2 separate regions of the Sus scrofa genome follow, and region 2 is linked to region 1. A link is a contact called in public Hi-C data. All regions are on one chromosome and are shown on one strand. The core of a region is the stretch at or near the end of the contact, and the rest is flanking DNA. Distances in the headings are between cores, read along the strand shown. Region 1 has its middle 70 kb from the start of FOXA2. Region 2 has its middle 32 kb from the start of THBD.

The links. Hi-C and Micro-C count contacts between places; a contact is called where the count stands out from the background.
Region 2: a contact with region 1 is called in a Hi-C map of retroperitoneal adipose tissue, with 2.1 times the contacts expected there. The contact joins two enhancer-like sites. A contact is called at or near these places in 8 of 47 Hi-C or Micro-C datasets (alveolar macrophages, embryonic fibroblasts, epiblast stem cells and 4 more) and 1 of 2 datasets of contacts at active chromatin or transcription factors (skeletal muscle).

What each region holds. Positions count from the first base shown.
Region 1 is chr17:30,068,908-30,073,787 of Sscrofa11.1, reverse strand. No RefSeq gene overlaps it. Among named protein-coding and RNA genes, the nearest start is that of FOXA2, 70 kb to the right of the region's middle. Within about 2 kb of position 3,372, at least 5 of the 83 cell types and tissues checked have an H3K27ac peak or open chromatin away from gene starts, as enhancers often do. A contact at or near this core is called in retroperitoneal adipose tissue, where this site is marked.
Region 2 is chr17:30,188,776-30,193,476 of Sscrofa11.1, reverse strand. No RefSeq gene overlaps it. Among named protein-coding and RNA genes, the nearest start is that of THBD, 32 kb to the left of the region's middle. Within about 2 kb of position 3,361, at least 14 of the 83 cell types and tissues checked have an H3K27ac peak or open chromatin away from gene starts, as enhancers often do. A contact at or near this core is called in retroperitoneal adipose tissue, where this site is marked.

The sequences.
Region 1 (4,880 bases), core at 2,123-4,622:
TCATTTATACGTAGAATCTGAAAAAGCCACACTCATGGAATCAGAAAGTAGAATAATGATTATTGGGGTAAGGGGACAGAAGAAGTAGGTATTGGTCAAAGGGTACTAACCGCCAGTTAAAAGACGTACAGCTCCTGGGGATTAAATGTCCAGTGTGGTGCTTAGAGCTAATAATACTGTTTTGAATGCTGTTAAGAGAGTATATCTTAAAAATTCTCACTCCAAAAAGGAGATGATAATGAGATGGACTCCTTAGCCGATGCTATGGTGGGCATCATTTTGCAATGTGTAAATGTATCATAAATGCAGTAAATCAACACCTCAACACCGGGTCACCTTAAACTTATACAGTGTTATATAACACGTATGTCTCAGTAACGTCAGAGGGAAAAAAAGAACTGAGAGGGTAGGTTGTGAAAGGATGGACTTGAAATTATCAGGAACTGAAGCAGATGTGATATTGGAGAGAAGGTTGGTGAGACAGATCTTTAACCACCTACCCCATTCCTTAGCTATGCCTGGCTAGTTCATTTTAATTTTTTTTAACTTTTTTTTTTTTTTTTTTTTTTTTTTTTTTAGGGCTACACCAGTGGCATATGGAGGTTCCCAGGCTAGGGGTTGAATTGGAGCTGTAGCCACCAGCCTACTCCAGAGCCACAGCAATGCGGGATCTGAGCCATGTCTGCCACCTACACCACAGCTCACAGCAACGCCAGATCCTTAACCTGCTGAGCAAGACCAGGGATCAAACCCGTGTCCTCATGGATGCTTGTCGCGTTCATTAACCACTGAGCCACCATGGGAACTCCTAATTTTTAAACTTTAATTACTATTAAATAACGTTTTAAAAAATAATAAAAACATGTCCTTAGTTGCAGTGGTGACATTTCAAGTGTTCAACAGCCACCATCCGGCACAACGCAGACTGGAATATTTCCACCATGGCAGAAAGTTCTGTTAAACAGCACTGGCCTAGGATAAGGGAAGGGACCACAAGGAGGACACTCAGGCAGCAGCAGATGAGGGGACTTGCTCTGGGGACAATGTGGGCAAAGGAACACCCCTCCCCTCCTCCCCTTGCCTGGTTTCTGTGGCAGCAGGAAACCAAACTAGGGTTCAGGTTTGCTTGGCTGGAAATTGCTCTCTTCTTGAAGATGCTGGTGGGATTATGCCAGCCTAAACTATTTCATTTATTTTGAGCTTGAGCCACCTTAAGATGTGCCACTTTTCATGGGCTCTTTCTCCAAGCATCTCCATTGCTCTATATTTCTGGTGCACTCTTGAGCCAGCATTGATACCCGCTGCTTAGACGGAGCAAGCACCAGACAGGCCAGGCTTCTTGGAGGAGTTGAGACGCCCTCCAGCTGCACTGTGGGCGGGTGATGACGTGAGGCCCCCAGGGAAATGTTTCGGGAACGTCTGTCCAAGAGCCACTTGAAAAGATGGTAGCGTAAGTGAGTGGAAGACGGGAAATGAGGCCGAACGATGTATCTCCAGTGAATTTGCTTGCATGGCGGGAGGTAGATCAGCCTGGAGATAAATTCAGAATTATTTTGCAAAGAAAGGCTGGACTGTTGCTACTGAGAGGGAGGCCCTCCCATGGAGGCCACTGGGGCGGCTGGGCCAGAATCCCCACTCCTTAGGGCTCCACCGGCCCCTTCTCCCTGGACCTGACCTCCCCCCAGCTCTGATGTCTGTTGAATAGGCCTTGGCCAAGGAAAGTTTTGAAGGCTTTCAGGGCCCCAGGGAATAGAAATTAAAAAAAAAAAAGTAGTCCTCACGCCAGCTCCCCCCTGGAGTTCTGTGAATGAGGGGACTTGGGGAGCTGAAGTGTGTCCTGGGTCCAGGCAGCTGCAGACACGATTGGGGCAGAAGAAACCCCACTACTACTCCCCAAGGAGCAGAAATGACATGCTGTGGACAGATGAATGGATATAGAAGATATGAGATGCACGCGTCACACACACACTCACTTACAGGAGAGTATTATTCATTCGTTTAAAAAAAAAAAAAAAAAAAAAGAGAGACCCTGCTTTTTGTGACGCCAAGGATGAACCTGGAGGAATCAGGCTCAGGCAAATAATAAGGCAAAGAAAGACAAACACTGTATGATCTCAGGCGTTCATTGGATCTATTTTTTAAAGGAAGCTCACAGAAATAGACAGTAGGATGCTGGCTACCAGGGACCAGGGTGGGAGAATTGGAGAGATAGTGGTCAAAGGACACGGATGTTAAGTTTTAAAATGACAGAGATCTGAAGCAATTTTGTGCAGGGTCAAAGTTGTATTAAGAGGCGTTCCCGTCTTGGCTCAGTGGAAACGAATCCGACTAGGAACCATGAGGTTGTGGGTATGATCTGGCGTTGCTGTGGCTGTGGCTGTGGCCGGCAGCAACAGCTCTGATTAGTCCCTTAGCCTGGGAACCTCCATATGCCATGGGTGCGGCCCTAAAAAGACAAAAGACAAAAAAAAAAAAAAAAAAAAAAAAAAAAGGGAGTTGTATTAATAGTTCTGTTGCGTACTTGAGAGTTGCTAAGAGAGTAGAAATTTGCTAAGAGAGCATCTTAAGTGTTCCCACTCCCCCGTCCCAAGAAAAGTAGCTGTGCGGTGATGGATGTGTTTATTAACTCGACTGTGATCACAATCTTTTCACAAGGTATGTGTGTGTCAAACCATCCCATTGTACACTTTAAATACATGCAGTTTTATCGCTTTTAACTCATGAAGCTGGGAAAAAACAATGAAGGTTGTTTAGAACGTGACTCACGGCTCCCCAGGCTGCCGTGTACCCGCGCCTTTCCCAGGGCTTGCACCCCGCCTGCATCCTTCCTCCACCCCATGGGGGACGTCCAATGTCAGCACCTTGAGGGTGCGGGGGTGGGGTGGGGGCAGGGTCAGCCTGATCACACCCCCATCCCGAGATTCAGAGGATGCCCAAGGCGCATGGGGTCCTGCATGTCCTCATCTTTATAAAACAAGCCTCTGTGGGGGACCCAGGCACTGTCACCAGTTATGGGAGGGTCAGGGAAGCCTGTTCACCGTGATGACCCCGTCTTGGGTCAGCAGGCAGCTGCCCCACTCCCTGGACAGGCCGATAGGACAGGGAACACCTGTGACTCCGTCCCCCTTCACGGGAGCTGAGGCTGTTCCCACAGGAGCTTCTTCATCAGGCAGAAGCTAAGGCTGTTCTCCATCAGTGAGCTTTTTCATCCAACTCGATGCCCCATGGACACCTTAGCAGGGCTGGCCTGGAGGAGCTGTGCCTGCTTCCTATGGGGTCAGAGGGAAGCCTGGGGTGGAGACCCTGGGCCAGGGCCAGACCCACCCCCGAAACAGCATCCTTTGCTGCCCTCTGCTGCCCACGCTGCTTCATTGCAGCTGGTTCAGGTGGTGCTTCATCCTGCTTAAATGGGATTTCCCTTCCACTGCTTCTATGCACTGGGGGCTCACGGACACAAAAGGAGTGAAAGGGAGGCTCGCCTTTGACCTGGGGCATGCCCACCCGCCTGGATAGCATTAAATGGAGGGGTCACATGGTGGTGTGGGGGTCACAGTAATGGTGGGGAGAAGCGGTGGAGGTGTTGGGGTCACAGGGGCTTTATTGGGGCCACAGGGGAGATGTTGAGGTCACAGTGGCAATGTTGGGGTTATAGTGACTTTGTTGGGGTCACAGTGGGGGTACTGGGGTCACAGTGGGGGTGCTGGGGTTAGGTGTATTAGGTGCTTAATAGATGCTTTGTGGATTGTCAACTTTTCAGAAATTGAGGAAAACTTGAGCGAGCGACATCCAGACATTAGTTGTTTTCTGCTCCCGACCAGCCCGTGTGCCCCGTCAACCAGAGGCGTGTTTGTATCACTGAGGAGGGGCTGTGGGTAGAGGCAGAGGTGTTCACAGGCGTCCCTGGAACTGGAGGTTGGCCGTGGTCCAGTGGCAACAGGATGAGGGCAGGTGCAGGTCCCAGAAGGCAGATCCTTAACCTGGATCAGCTCTGGACCCATGACTCTGCTCATACCGAGATGCCACCAGCCTGGCCCATCACCTTGATGGCTGGATGCTGGAATTAGCAGGTGCCGAATACCTTTATCCCCTGCCTTGCAGCCCTTCATCCCGGCATCTCCTTCCCTCTCTCTGATGGCCTCTGGGCTGGAGCCATTTAGACAGGATATGGCTTCATTTTCCTACTGTGATCCCCGTTGTGATTTCAAAAAGGTTAATTCATTACTTGGTAGAAAATGTGAAATTCAACAAAAATATTGCTTTTCTTACTAAGCAAACTAAGCCAGGTCTAGCTGGGGATGTGATGGAACAATTTCCCGGTGGTCTGCTGTGAAATTTCCAGACTTTCTGTAGCGCTGACCATGAGGCACGGGATGGCCTCCGTGGTCGTGTTCCAGCTCCAAGCCCTCCGGCAGGGCTGAGCCAGGCGCCCACTTCTGGTCTCTGAGGCTTCATTTGAGAGCAGTTGAGCTGTCAGCTTCCAAGGACCAGGGGGACAGGGGAGAGCTCTTTGGCCTGGGGAGGCACGTGCGGACGTGGAAAGACCACCCCTGTATCTGTCACTCCCGGTCAGTGCCCAAGCAGGTGGACATGCCCAGGAGCAGCCCCTACCCCTGAAGAGGGACAAATGCCGGGTCCCCCTTCTGGAGAGGATGGGTCTTCTGGGACTCACTCTTCATGGCCCCCCACGTCTGCTCTCTCCTCTCCACCTCCCACACAGGTGTGTCCTGGGTCATCTCGTCCTAGCGGTCCCTCTGCCTGTGGAGAGGCCACTGGAGACAGGGAAGAAGGGAGAGCTTGCAGCCAACAGCCATGAGCAGAGGTCTGAAGCATAAAAACGGACAGGGATGGAGTTCCTTCTGTGATGCAATGGGATCGATGGC
Region 2 (4,701 bases), core at 2,112-4,611, 120 kb before region 1:
TCCAAGTCCATTATTGCATTTTCACTCCCTTAGTGATATATTTGGACTTTTTTTTTTTTTTTTTGGTCTTTTTTTGCTATTTCTTTGGGCCGCTCCCACGGCATATGGAGGTTCCCAGGCTAGGGGTCCAATCGGAGCTGTAGCCATCGGCCTATGCCAGAGACACAGCAACGCGGGATCCGAGCCGCGTCTGCAACCTCCACCACAGCTCACGGCCACGCCGGATCATTAACCCACTGAGGAAGGGCAGGGACCGAACCCGCAACCCCATGGTTCCTAGTCAGATTCGTTAACCACTGTGCCATGACGGGAACTCCCTGGACATTGTTGTTTTAAAGGTGATCTGTTTCATTTTGTTTTGAGGTTGCTGCTTGTTGTAAACTGTTTTTGAAAACCACCCACCTGAAGGTCATAAAAATCTTCTCTAGTTTTCTTCTAAATGTGCTACCATTTTACCTTTCGTGTGTCAGTCTATGAAGTCAATGGTACTGATTCCTGGGTACGGTGCAGGTAGGGGTCAAGGTTCAATGTTTCCCCGTGGAGGACCCGTCGAGCCAGCCCTTTATTGACAGGCAACCTTCCATGCTGCCTTTCTGGGGTCCCTTGGTGGTAAATCCGGTGGTTCTGGTTCCAGATGCCGAAGCCCTCTTATTATTCTTGTCTGCCCAGGCACCCTCTCCACACGCATATCTAGAATTTACAAAAAAACTCTCATGTCACAAGACAGACAGCAAATCCAAAAGGGCTGATGGACTGAACAGGTGTTCAAGTCCTTTCTCACTCTGTGCTGTAGTCCCTGATCTGATGTGCATTCATTGAGTGCCTGTGATGTGCCATTGAGACAGCAACACATCACGTTTATTTATGTTCACATGTATGCATTTACTTATTTACTAATCTTTATCTATGCTCACCTCTGTGTCATCTCTCCTATTAGTGTTATGTCACCAGACAGAGAGGCGAATGTCCAAGGACTTTGCAAGTTCAAAGGCTGATTAATGACAGACATGCAAACAGCAGCTGGGCTGAAGCCCCTGCTGCCAGGTGGCACCTGACTTGGGGATAGGTGGGATGGCACTGCTTCAGGGGACAGATCTTATTTCTGCTACAAATGGGGACAAGTCCAGCTGGAATGCCCTCTGACCCTTGTACACAGTGACCAAATATTCAAGGCATTTCAAAACACTGGAGCTCTGCTCTTCCAGAAAGAATAGGAGACAACAGACCAAAGAAAACTGGGAAAGTGGATGTAGGTCAAGGGGCTGATGGCTGAGAGTTGACTTTAAATCTTACGAAAAGTTTTAGGAATGATGACTCACGTGAAATTTAGTTGTCAACATCCTGGGTTTGCAAGAAAAAATTATTTTTCCTATTTCAATATTGTCATGGTAACTGCTTGCTAAGGACACTGCAGTCTTCTGTCAAAGGACTTAAATATCAGGAATAGCATGATGGCTTCTAAGCTGGGGACTTGTCTGGTCACACGTGACCAGAAGACTGAAGGTCATAAATTCAGGTGGAGGGAAGGAAAGATGAGCTTTATAGGTCAGCTGGGGGAATCCAAATGTTAAAAAGACCTATTGAAATGAATTCCAGTTTAGAGCTAAAATGTGCCTGTTATCGTGAAGTGACATATTTAGTAAGTTTAACAGGAAAACCGGGCTTTGATCACAGAAGTCTGGGTTTACATAAACCAAGTTTCTGGCAAGATCTTGAAACAGAATCTTATGACTCCGAGAAACAGGTTCTCTCTGGTTCCACGTGGAGGGGCCTCCCTCTTCCTCTTTGGTTTTGAATGTGTCTCCAGGGACTTGGACAAATGAATTTTCTGAGCTCCGGCGAATGGAGCCAACTTCAGTGCTCAAATGTCTCTTGAGTCAGAGGGGACGGGTGTGGCTGCAGGGACGCTGGCCTGAACTGCAGCACAAGCTGCTCTTTATTTCTTCCTGGACACAGATACCAGGGGGGCCCGGGCGGGGGTTGGGGGGGCACTGGGTTTGAAGCCTGAATCCATCCCTACCCAGTGGGTTGGGAAGAATCCTCTCCCCCAGAGCCTGTCCCCACCAAGCAAGCGATCAAGGTTATGAAAAGGCCTTACACAGGGTGCAGTGAACTTGCACATGAAATTCCTATTTTGTAGTGAAAATCAGTGATGAACAGTGGTTCTGTTCAACAGGGCACAGTTTTTATGTAATAAACCCACTGGCCAACCACGTTTCTCGCTGCTTTATTTGAATATAAGACTCCACCTCCATCACCTTAACATTTACTAGATGCCAGTCGACCAGCCAGGATTCTATTTGGCACCAAGGACCAAAAACATAACATGAAAGTCAGGGTCAAGTGCAGAGCCTGCCAAATAACCAGCAAGTCTAGAAATCTGTAAGAGGCTTAGGAATAGCTCCTGATCCATGAAGTTGACACACAGACGAAAGCACCCGTGTGGTTGCAAGTGAGAGAAATGACTCAGGTTGAATTAAGCATCTCCCACACTTAGAAAGGAACTCGACCCATGGTCCTGGGGGGGCTCTGACCGTGGTTCTGTGGGTGGGAGTATTCCCAAACGCTGGCAAGAAGTCATAGAAGCCATGCAGCTGGGCCAGTTTTCGGAAGAATCTTGGGTGATTATCTCTTTTCCCAAAACTTTGTTTCTGTCTCAATGAGGGGACTTATCTGAGAAAGACCCTGCAGCCTGAGCATCTTTCTGAGAAGCAGGTCTGCAAACAAGGATGTGAGGGGGCTGGTGCATTCTTAGGGGCAGTGAGGTGGGGAGGGCAGAACCGATACAGGGGCTATGAGCAGATCCCCATGTGGGCAATGGGGAGGTGATGGAGACCGTGAGCAGAGTGGCCTGTCCCCTCGCAAGGCTGAGGGGCCAGGGTTTCCACCAAAACTGCAGTGTCCACTAGGACTGCAGTGTCCAGTGGGACTGGGGCATCCACTAGGATTACAGTGTCTAGTGGGACTGGTTGTCCAGTACTGGGGTGTCCAGAACCAGCTGCCAAGTCTCATCCCTGGTCGCCCAAGGGCAGCTGTGGGGGCACTGGCTCCCGGGCAGAGAGGGGTCCTTGGTGGGGGAGATGAGGGTCTCCCAGCAGGATGTTGACCCCATGACAGTGACCGAGAGGCCCAGGGCATCAGCATCAGCTCCCACCTTCTGACCCCCTTAGAGCCACTTGAAGCAAACCCATGTGGATCCCTCCTGCCTGGAGACAAAGGGCTGTGGCGCCAGGACATGTCACGGAGCAGAGCAGGCTCTGGGCTCGGAAATGGCGTGGTTTCTCAGAATTACAGCTTGTCAACAGCGGCTCAAACGCAGCCTCTCATTTCAAAGAGGGTCCAGTTTCCTATGAAAGTTTTATTGGAAAAACATGTGTGGGGGAAGGCGTCTGGAGCAGCATGGACCTCAGACCCACACAGAGGGCGGCCTCGGTGCCCGGGCTCCTTCGTGGGCCTCTCCTGTCTGCACTGCGCTGGTTGGTACCTCTGCTGACCTGCCTCGGTCGTGGAAGGTCACCAGGCCACATGTAAGATAGAACTGCCTGGATCTGACTCGTTGGGGGAAGGGAAGTCACTGGGTCACCTGTGCTGTTACAGGCTCCCACGTGACCTCGGGTCTGGGCAGAGGAAGGGTTACACCAGCACCCTGACACCCATCCTTCCCTGGGTGCCAGTCCTCATGGATCAGACCCGTGATGCCTTCCGTGTGACCTTGTGGTCCCAAGGACTTCAGCATGGTCCCCAATCTGTCCTTGTAAGAGACGAGGGTTAAGTTCCGTTATTCCCATTTCACAGAAGAGGCAAAAGCTGGTCAAGGAGGGATAGGACCCACCTGCTGGCCCAGATGAAGAAACTGGGCCCAGGGAGTTCCCGTTGTGGTACAGTGGAAACACATCCAACTAGTACCCATGAGATTGTGGGTTTGATCCCTGGCCTCGCTCAGTGGGTTAAGGATCTGGTGTTGCCATGAGCTACGGTGTAGGTCACAGACATGGCTCAGATCCTGCATTGCTGTGGCTGTAGTGTAGGCCGGCAGTTGTAGCTCCGATTAGACCCCTAGCCTGGGAACCTCCATATGCCGCAGGCACAGCCCTAAAGAGCAAAAAAAAAAAAAAAAAAAAAAAAAAGAAAAGAAAGAAAAAAAGAAACTGGGTCCAACCATCTCATGACAGTAACTGGTGCCCAGGAAGCATCTGGACTGCACTTGGTGGGCTGTGGTTTCTGCTGGGTGTTTCTGGCCCAGGAAGAGTGGGGTTTGGCATTTGCAGAGATGCTGACGGGTAGCAGAGCATCCATCTGAAAGCTGGTCAGGTGCACTCTAGGGTTTGTTTGGGGTTTTTGTTCACTTGGCAGAGTAGCTCTGCCCAACAGCTGCTCTGCTCGGAGGCTCCATTTCTCCCCGGCACTCCAGATGCATCCATTCATGACTGGTCCTCTGCCGATGTGGCTGGGTGACCTGCCCAAGGCACAGGTACCTCAGTGATGCTGCAGAAAGGACATCTCCAGGATCCAGGAGGGAGGGTCTGGTCTGGACTCCCGGCCTGGTACAGGTGTGTTTGACAGCCTCTTCTCTGCACATGCGGGCCATGGACCCAGGCCTTATTCATCCCACCCTCTTGCCCCCACACTGGGCACCCAGCAGGACACCTCGGACTGTGCCTGTGCACCCCCATTCCATGAGTTTGTGGGTCAAGGGTCAAA